Linked DNA regions of Sus scrofa: region 2 is linked to region 1. A link is a contact called in public HiChIP or PLAC-seq data. All regions are on one chromosome and are shown on one strand. The core of a region is the stretch at or near the end of the contact, and the rest is flanking DNA. Distances in the headings are between cores, read along the strand shown.

Evidence for each region. HiChIP or PLAC-seq counts read pairs in DNA pulled down with a chosen protein or histone mark.
Region 2: a contact with region 1 is called in an H3K27ac HiChIP or PLAC-seq map of skeletal muscle. The contact joins two enhancer-like sites. A contact is called at or near these places in 3 of 47 Hi-C or Micro-C datasets (liver and skeletal muscle) and 1 of 2 datasets of contacts at active chromatin or transcription factors (skeletal muscle).

Annotation. Positions count from the first base shown.
Region 1 is chr14:41,221,762-41,226,082 of Sscrofa11.1, forward strand. The region is part of intron 2 of FAM222A (protein FAM222A); the gene reads right to left. Among named protein-coding and RNA genes, the nearest start is that of FAM222A, 9.9 kb to the right of the region's middle. Within about 2 kb of position 2,365, at least 6 of the 83 cell types and tissues checked have an H3K27ac peak or open chromatin away from gene starts, as enhancers often do. A contact at or near this core is called in skeletal muscle, where this site is marked.
Region 2 is chr14:41,399,455-41,403,775 of Sscrofa11.1, forward strand. It overlaps UBE3B (ubiquitin-protein ligase E3B), which reads right to left. Exons shown (of 28, transcript XM_005670735.3): 19 at 2,850-2,969. Among named protein-coding and RNA genes, the nearest start is that of KCTD10, 41 kb to the right of the region's middle. Within about 2 kb of position 2,602, at least 8 of the 83 cell types and tissues checked have an H3K27ac peak or open chromatin away from gene starts, as enhancers often do. A contact at or near this core is called in skeletal muscle, where this site is marked.

The sequences.
Region 1 (4,321 bases), core at 1,115-3,614:
GCAGCTGGCACACGCTGCCAAGCTGCCAGTTTACGAAGTTGATGGGGAAACCCACAGGCACAGGAATCCTGGGGGAGGGCCGGACGAGGGCAGGGCTTGCCGGCCTGGCTCTGAGGCTGGAGGGGCTGACTTTCCCCAGCTTACAGGGGACTAGGAAGGACCCCACAAACACTGCCTGCTGTTTCCTTGCCCTGTGACCTTGGCTGAATCCCTTCCCTGCCTCTGGGCCTAACCTTACTCATCTACCATATGAGGGCCAGGGACATGGTCAGACCAGAGTTCCAGTCCCAGCTCTGGCCTTTTTCCAGCTGCATGACCTTAGGAGAGTCCCTCCCTCTCTCTGAGCCTCCGTTTTCCCCATCAGTAGAATGGAGTTCATAATCCCCACAGTTTGCAGAGCAGTTTCTAGACTCTAACAGAAAGGGTTTTTAGGAGTTCCCTTTGTGGGGCAGCAGAAATGAGTCTGACTAGTATCCGTGAGGATGTGGGTTTGTTCCCTGGCCTCGCTCAGTGAGTTAAGGATCCGGCATTGCTGTGAGCTGTGGTGTAGGTTGCAGACGTGGCTGGGATCTGGCGTTGCTGTGGCTGTGGCCTAAGTGGGCGGCTGCAGCTCCGATTAGATCCCTAGCCTGGGAACCTCCATATGCCGCAGGTGCAGCCCTAAAAAGAAAAAAAAAAAGAAAGAAAGAAAGGGTTTTTAACAAACCCTGAGTTTCTGGTGGGCCAGGAGCCTGTGCCTCATGCCCTCCCCAGAGAGCCCTCCAAATACCTCACTCATGCTCATGCATTCATTCACTCACTCACTCATTCATTCAACATCAAATGTCTTGATAAGGCACTTGGGAAGACATCAGTGAACAAAGACCCTGCCTTGAGGAAGAGATATGACAGATATAGAGGCTCTTAACTACATTGTAGCTTCCACTTCTTTTTTTTTTTTTTTCTTTTTATGGCTGCATCATCCCAGGCTAGGGGTTGAATTGGAGCTACAGCCGCTGGCCTACACCACAGCCACAGCAACTTCAGATCCGAGCCACGTCTGCAACCTACACTACAGCTCATGGCAAAGCCAGATCCTTAACCCACTACGTGAGGCCAGGGATCGAACCTGCATCCTCATGGATACTAGTCAGATTCTTAACCCACTGAGCCACAGTGGGAACTCTCTTGCTTCCACTTCTTATCTCCATTTTACAGAGGAAAAAACTGAGGCACAGAAAAGGGAGAAACAACAGGGTGACATCCCCAAGTTGGGATGAGGTGGTACAGCAATGGAACCCCGGCAGGCTGCCCCAGAGGGGAGTGCTCTCAGAAACCCCATGCCCAGGCCATGCAGGCCCCAGATGGAAGACCCCTCTGAGGTCCCAAGAAGGGCTGGCCCCTCGGGTGGGGCTCATCTTCTGAGCTGGGATGGGGACCACAGCAGAGGCTGGGACCACTGGGAGGAGGGGAGTCTATGAAGCTTGGGCAGCCTGGGGGAATGAATTCCTGCAGTTGTTTCCTGGGCTAGCAATGGAAGTTGAGGTGTCTCATCCGTGAACCCCACAGCACTGCTCAGGCCCACGTTTCCATGGACACTGGGCAGTCCCCACTCCTGGGCATGTCCCGCTCTAGGCAACAGCACTGGCAAGGTGGCCCAGAAAGAACCTCGGGTATGCAGACAGCTCTACAGCACAGGCAAAGGCCTGGAGCCCAGAGAACACCCAGTGGGTCTAGGAACCTCTGGCAGTTTGCTGAGGCCAAAAAAAGCCTCCTCTCAGCAGTCAGGCCCCTGGGGCCCACTCATCCCACCCCACCCAGCCCCCTGACTTTGCCTGGCCCTCCCTGAAGGAAGCCCCCAGGATGGGTCCCAGCTCCCTGCATGGCTCTCTAGCCAGAAAAACCCTGGCAACTTGTTTCTTTTGGAGTCAGTTTGGGGGATGGGGTGGCGAGAAGCACTTTTTTTAAGGGGGATTTTTTTTTTTTTTTTTCATTTTGCATATGGTGGCACAGATGGGCCCATGATCCATAAAAACTGTTTGCAATTAAACTCCCACTTTGCATGGCTGGATTTGTCAGTTGTCTGAACCACAAGCGCAGGGCTCCACACTGATGAGGAGATGGGACGTGGGGCAGAGTGGGGCCACATTCTGCAAGATGGGTTGGAGGCCCAGGAACCTGCTCCGGGCTTGTGGCCCAAGTGGATAGGGTGCTGAGGCAGCCATGCCAGCTTCCTCTCCGGGCATCTCCCAGCCCTCGCCAGGAGTCGGAGTGTGGCCAGGCATCTGGGGTGGAGCTTGGCGGGGTTTCCCTGCCCAGCAGAGACTTGGCCAGTACTGGGTGCCCCGGCGGCAGGGGTAATGAGGGTGTGAAGAATGGAGGCAATCACCCCTCAGCCCCTGCCAGAGACTGGGGCTGGGACCCATCACAGGCGGGAAGGTGGTCGGCCAGAGTGAGCCATAATGGGGGTACAGCAGGCAAAGCACGACATCAGGTTCAAGGCTGAGGAGCCAGAACCTCTGGCCCAGTTGGCACAAAGGATCTTGGGTGGTGCCAGGAAGAGTTGACAGAACTGGCTCCTTCCTCATCCCCAGGGGAACTGGCCCAGCCTCCTTGTGCCTCTTTGAAGCAGGCAGGGAAGTCAAGGTGGTCACTAAGAATAGTTCAAGGGCCTGGGCTTCCGTTTGCCCACCTAAGGGGCTTTCTGCATTGCCAAAGGCTTCCAAAATAGGGGTGAAGGGCCTGCATCCCTTCCACCGCTCCTGGCCTCAAAACACCAGCCTGCCACCCCAGCTGCCACCCCAGCACGCCTGCTTATTTGGGTTAACAAATGCATCATTTGGCTTTGGGAAATCCTGAGTTCACTAATAATTGTTCCCTGATGAAAAGAAATAAGGCCCCGATACCCCCTTCCCCCCCAACCCCCTCCAAGCTGGGAAAGAAAAGTCATAAAAATAGCTTGTTATCTCACCTATTGAGGCTCCGACTGGATGTTACTGCTAATTGGGTATAACATCCTTGTCTTGTTCTCTTAGAAGCTAAATCAAGAAAGCGCCACTGCTGCGAACTAATTATATCTCCGGCCTGCAGCCTGCAGCTTGTCTCTCCCTTTATTGAGTTAAAAAATGGTCACGAACCTTCATCTTTTATCCCCCCAAGCACTGGGTCCAGGCTGCCTGCCACGCCTGGTGGCGAGGAGAGGGGACAGCCCTGAGGGAAGGTCTAGGAGGGCTTTGGGGACAGGTAGCAGGGTCAGAGGGGCCAGGAGGGAAGGCCCTGCTCCAGCTACCTGCATGCCTCCCTCCCCTGGCCCCCACCCCTAGGCCTGGTGTGCAACTTTTCCTGGAGAGAGGGACCCTGGCCTCTCTCCTTACAGCTGGGCCCACGGGGATGTCAGAGACATTTCAGTCTGATGGGCATTTTCATTTGTTTATGCATTCAACGAACATTTCTTGGATGCCAACCTACTATATGCCTGGCAAGGGTCTAGGCTAAAGCTTCCAGTAGACCAGGGGTAGCCCAAGCACCTGCTGACATCACCCTAGGTTTGTGGAGGTGGTGAATAAATACACTTAGACAGGATGGATCATTCCTCTGCTCCAAGAGCTGCCAACTAGTTCCTGACTAAGGGAGGGCAGAGTCTAAATGCAAACCACCCCTGGCTCCCTCCTTGGTCCCCTCACCCTGCCACATTCCAGCCACACCCAGCCATACACTAGTCCCTTAACCTCAAAACTCTTGCCTGTGGTCTCTAAGCTGCTTCTCATACTGTTCCCTCCACCTAAAAGGGCCCCCCTTCCCTTTCCCAGAAGGCCCAGCTCTGCCTGTCAGAAGTCCACCAGTCTTCAAGGCTTTGGCTTTTAAGGACACCTCCTCCAAGAAGACTGCCTGGACTGTTCCCAGGCTGTGGACTTCAAGACCTGGTTTTGGATGCCAGCTCAGCCACTCAGCAAGTGCAAAACCCTGCAGTGCTTACCGGCTCTTAGCTTCGGTTTCCACATCTGTAAAATGGGTTAAGACTTCTTCCTAGTGGTGCTGAGAGGCACACTGCAGATGCCCTGGTGAATGATGAATGAGAGGGCACCCGGGAAGGACCTGGCTCTCAGGAAGAGCTTGATAAATGCTACTATTATTATCCAGACCTAAAAGTATTCAGAATCTGCCTGGAGTAATCCACACTGAGCATGTGCTGGGCTCTGTGGATGGGGACACAGGTCTTCCTGGGAGTTGGAGGAAGGTAACAGACTCTCATGCCTAAACCTTTCTCATGGCTGAAGACGAATCCATATAGAGATGGGCAAAAGGGACCCCTGAGCTCATTGAGACCAGGCTGGCAAGCAGG
Region 2 (4,321 bases), core at 1,352-3,851, 180 kb after region 1:
AAAATCACCTCCAAAGTCCCCTAAGTCACCTGAAGGAACAAGAACATGGTTTGGGGACCACAATCCCGAGAAGCGCTTTTTATGCACATGCAATGTGAAAACCATTAAGTTAGACAAAAAGAAGAGTAAAACAGGAAGTTCCCATGCAGCTGCTACAGCATTTAAACCATTTTGCCTAAATTTAAGATAATTATCATGGCACTGAGTTGGGGACAGGCAGAGAAGTCTAACATGCCCCTCTCCTGCAGGGTTTCTTCCAGTCTGCTTAACACTGACGTCTCCCCAACAGTTAGGCATGTCCTGAGGCACATCATGCCATGGAGATGAGAAGAGATGGTACGGGTGAGAGCTCTGCGCAAGCAGCCAAGCACAGGGCAGGTGCTCCAGGAACATTTGCTTGCTGGACTGGCCCCACTGTAGCCTCCCTTTGAAACACTGTAGAGAGGAACTGGCCACCCACCTCTGACACTTCCTGTTGTACCCACTGCCCTCTGGGCACCTGAGTCGTTGCTCAAGGATTCTATCTGTGCTCTGCAGGAAGGGGGGTGGGCACAGGGTGCTCTTCTTCTCTACTGCATTTCAAAGAGCAGACGCAAGACCACGGACCTGGGGATGGGACAGCCAGCTTCCAGGCCCAGCTCTGTCACCGACACCTGAGTGACCGTGAACAATTCCGGCCTTAGTCCTGCCTTTGACAGGGCGAGGAGGAAGGGATAGGTAAGACTACATCTATGGTTCCTACCAGTTCTGAAAAGCTGGACTTCCAGCCCCTACTCAGCCTCCATGAGGGGAGGCCTTAGACCATCATCTGGAGGCCCCGCGCTCAGTAGAAACCTTAAGAAAAGGGGACCAGAATAGAAGCCCAGAAGATCATGAGTCAAATATTAGCTTTTTGATGCCCCCTTGTGTCCAAATCAAGCAAAGGCCATGAGGCTCTCAAGGTCTGAAAACCAAACCAATGAATCATGAGAACTGGGGTAACTGAATCAACAACCCCTCCCCCTTCCTAATTCAATATGAACACCAGCGACCAATTTCACGACCTGATCGACCCCAGTGACATGTAAAGAGGAAAACAGACTTTGCCTAAAATCCAAGAGACATCCCTCCTTTGACGACCCTGGGGGATGTGTTTAAAAAAGCAGGCCCAGGGCAAGCGGATGTCTGGTGACTCTCCCAGTGACACTTCAGCAGGGAGTTGGGGATTGTTGCGCTCAGGAGACACCAGTTTCCACCACCCCAGACTCTCAGTTACACTGGCCACATGGGAGTGGGCGAGATAGGCGGGGGTGGGGATGGAGGAGTTTAAGAGACAGGAGAGGTGCACCTGGGTCTCATGAAGAAAGAGCTGGAGAAGTGAGTTCCTACAACACAATTAGACTTTTTCTTTGAGTCAAAGCAGAGGTTGTAAGCTGGTGGCCACAGGCTGAATTTGATGGGCAGACAGGTGTTATGTGACTTTCCAGCTTCTCTACAGAAATTGATTTGTTCACAACATAATGGATCTGTGGATTTCATACAAAACCCATAAGGCCATACTCTCGTGGCCTGACAGGTGCGTGCTCTCCACCTGCCTACCCTCTCCTGTGCCCCAATGCCTGGGCTGGCTGTCAGATGTCATTTATCAGCTCACATATGGGGTTGGTCCAAGGCCTGTATTTCAAGAAAAATGGGAGGGAGCCATGGAAGCAGAGAACGTTCCTATTTGTTTAGCATGCACACACAAGGCCCCTGTGCTGAGACACTCGGCCAGCATTACTCATTCCCATGACTGGCAGGGCCCCTGGGGGTGCTGACATTTCTCATCCCTACTCTTAAGAATGTCACACTGCTTACCACATGCTGCCTTCCCTGGCAGACGACGGTGTCAATCACCAGTGGTCAGAGAACTGAAACAAGTCCTCCAGGAAGGAGCAGCAAACACAGTGCAAATGCCCCGAGGGAGAAATGAAAACGTGTGGGGAGGAAGGGCTGTTGCCATCGCCACTTACTGATGGCCGGCATGTGGCCTTGTGCTGTCCTGGGATCCTGTGACTGTCCTACACCACAGAACACGCTGACGAAGAAGTGTGACAGGCTGGAGTGTAATAAAAGGTCTAAAGAGCAAGGATGGGCAAAAACATCAAGCCAAGCCATTCAAGGAACGGGGACTTGGAGCCCAGTGACCATAGGTGCAGGAGCAGCACACACAGGCAGACTGTGCACTGTGCACCGGCTTGGGGGAGTGAGGTGGGCACGATGCAGATGTCGCAGGAGTGCACATTATGACAATGTTCCAGGGTCTTGTTCGAACAAAATCAGTATGACTTTCTGTCACATGGAGGATAGTGTTCTGAGGACAGGCGCTTATTTCTAATTCACACCTCACTGCCTAGCGGGACCCTGGACGCTGGGTCTGGTGAAGGTGGAACCTTCACGTGCATCCCCTTATGTCCACAAAGAACTTGCAGCTCTGTGACCCATGTACTTCCCAGTAGGCTCAGTAACTTAACACCCACGTTCCAGCCTCCACTTTCACAGCTGGGTGTCTGGGGACAGTGCCTGCTGGGGCAGATGGTGTCTGCACAGACATGACTGTGTCTGTCCTCATTTCAGAGGCACAGAGTGACTGATGCTCTAACCTCGTGGGGTGAAGGGAGGGCACTGCTGTGCTGCGGTGTCAGCACTGAGGGCATGTTTAATCAGGCAGCTCTCCAAACAGATGACAGGACAAACAGGCCCTTTCCTGCCCCTGGAGCCCTGGCTTCAGTGTCATCAGATCAAGGAGTGGGAAGAAGAGTTCAGAGGCAACAGGTCAGCCACTAGACATCCTACGTTTTCCAGAGCACACTTTGCAACAGGCTTCTCACCTCCAACATCCGGGACCGGCGGATGGTAATGTGTGTGACATGAGGCGAGGCGGAGCTGGTTTCCACAAGCCCCAGTTTCTCCTTCTCCTTGGTCACCATGTTTCGGAACAGGAGAACTCTCTGAAATGAACAAAGGTGAGACGGGAAATGGGGTCAAAAACCAAGGATCCCCGAAAACAGACTAGACAAAATTAATGAAACTGAAGCACGTGAGAGCCCCCAAGAATCAGATACTTCCATGTGTGCTACAGGGTTAAAAGTGTCTTGGGAGAGCAGTACACATTTCCCCAAATACTCCTGGGAATTGGAAATACAGCTGAACACATGCCAAGGGAGAAAGGTTCCAGAAAGAGTGGTCTGGTTGCAGCCAGAGCCCAGCTAAGAATAGTCTGGGAGAAAATTATTCTCCTTGTTCAGTCAATAATCCACCATAAAAACCTGGAGGCAGCATGAGTTACAGAGGCTGCTTTATATAGTCATGTCTGCTTTAGGGGAAATCAATAGCATGAATTTAAAAAACAGAAACAATCCAAAGATGACATTTTTCACTGTTAGAAAAATTTTAAATGATCCTACAGTATAAAGGTCCCAGACCGTTTAATGGGCCTCCCCTGTGTCCTCAAGCACACCACAGGTCTACCAGTAGTATTTCTCAAGTATCATTTAGAAAGGATCTCCCATTCTCAAGATTCTGATAAGCCCCTTTAGGAGAGCATGACCTTTGATCCCATCCTGCAATAGCCGTAACATGATATCAGTGGAATGAATAAATAACGCCAACCACAGCTGTTTTTTTTTTTTTTTTTTGAAAAATGGAAATCTGCCCAAAGTCAAGAGATTTGTTAAATATAAATAAGAAAAGGAATTCCCAGAACATTGTCAGCTGATCATAATAAAAAATTAAAAAAAAAAAAATTCCCTGGTGGCTCAGTGGGTTAAGGATCTAATGTTGCCAATGCTATGGCCCGGGTCACTGCTATGGTGCAGGTTTGATCCCTGGTCCAGCAATTTCTGCATGCGACAGGTGCAGCAAAAGAAAGAAAAAAAAATTACATATATATATATAAATATGTATTAGTATATATTTGGGAGTTTCCATCATGGCTCAGTGGTTAACGAATCCGACTAGGAACCATGAGGTTGCGGGTTTGATCCCTGGTCTTGCTCAGTGGGTTGAGGATCCAGTGTTGCCGTGAGCTGTTGGCGTAGGTCGCAGATGCAGCTCGGATCCCACGTTGCTGTGGCTGTGGTGTAGGCCGGCGGCTATAGCTCCGATTAGATCCTTAGTCTGGGAACCTCCATATGCTGCAGAAGTGGCCCTAGAAATGGCAAAAAGACAAAAAAAAAAAAAAAAAAGTATATATTTATATAAACTATATATAAACATATAAAATTTTAGATATACATAAAATATATAAAATACATATACTATATAATAAATATTAAAACACACACACACACACACACACACA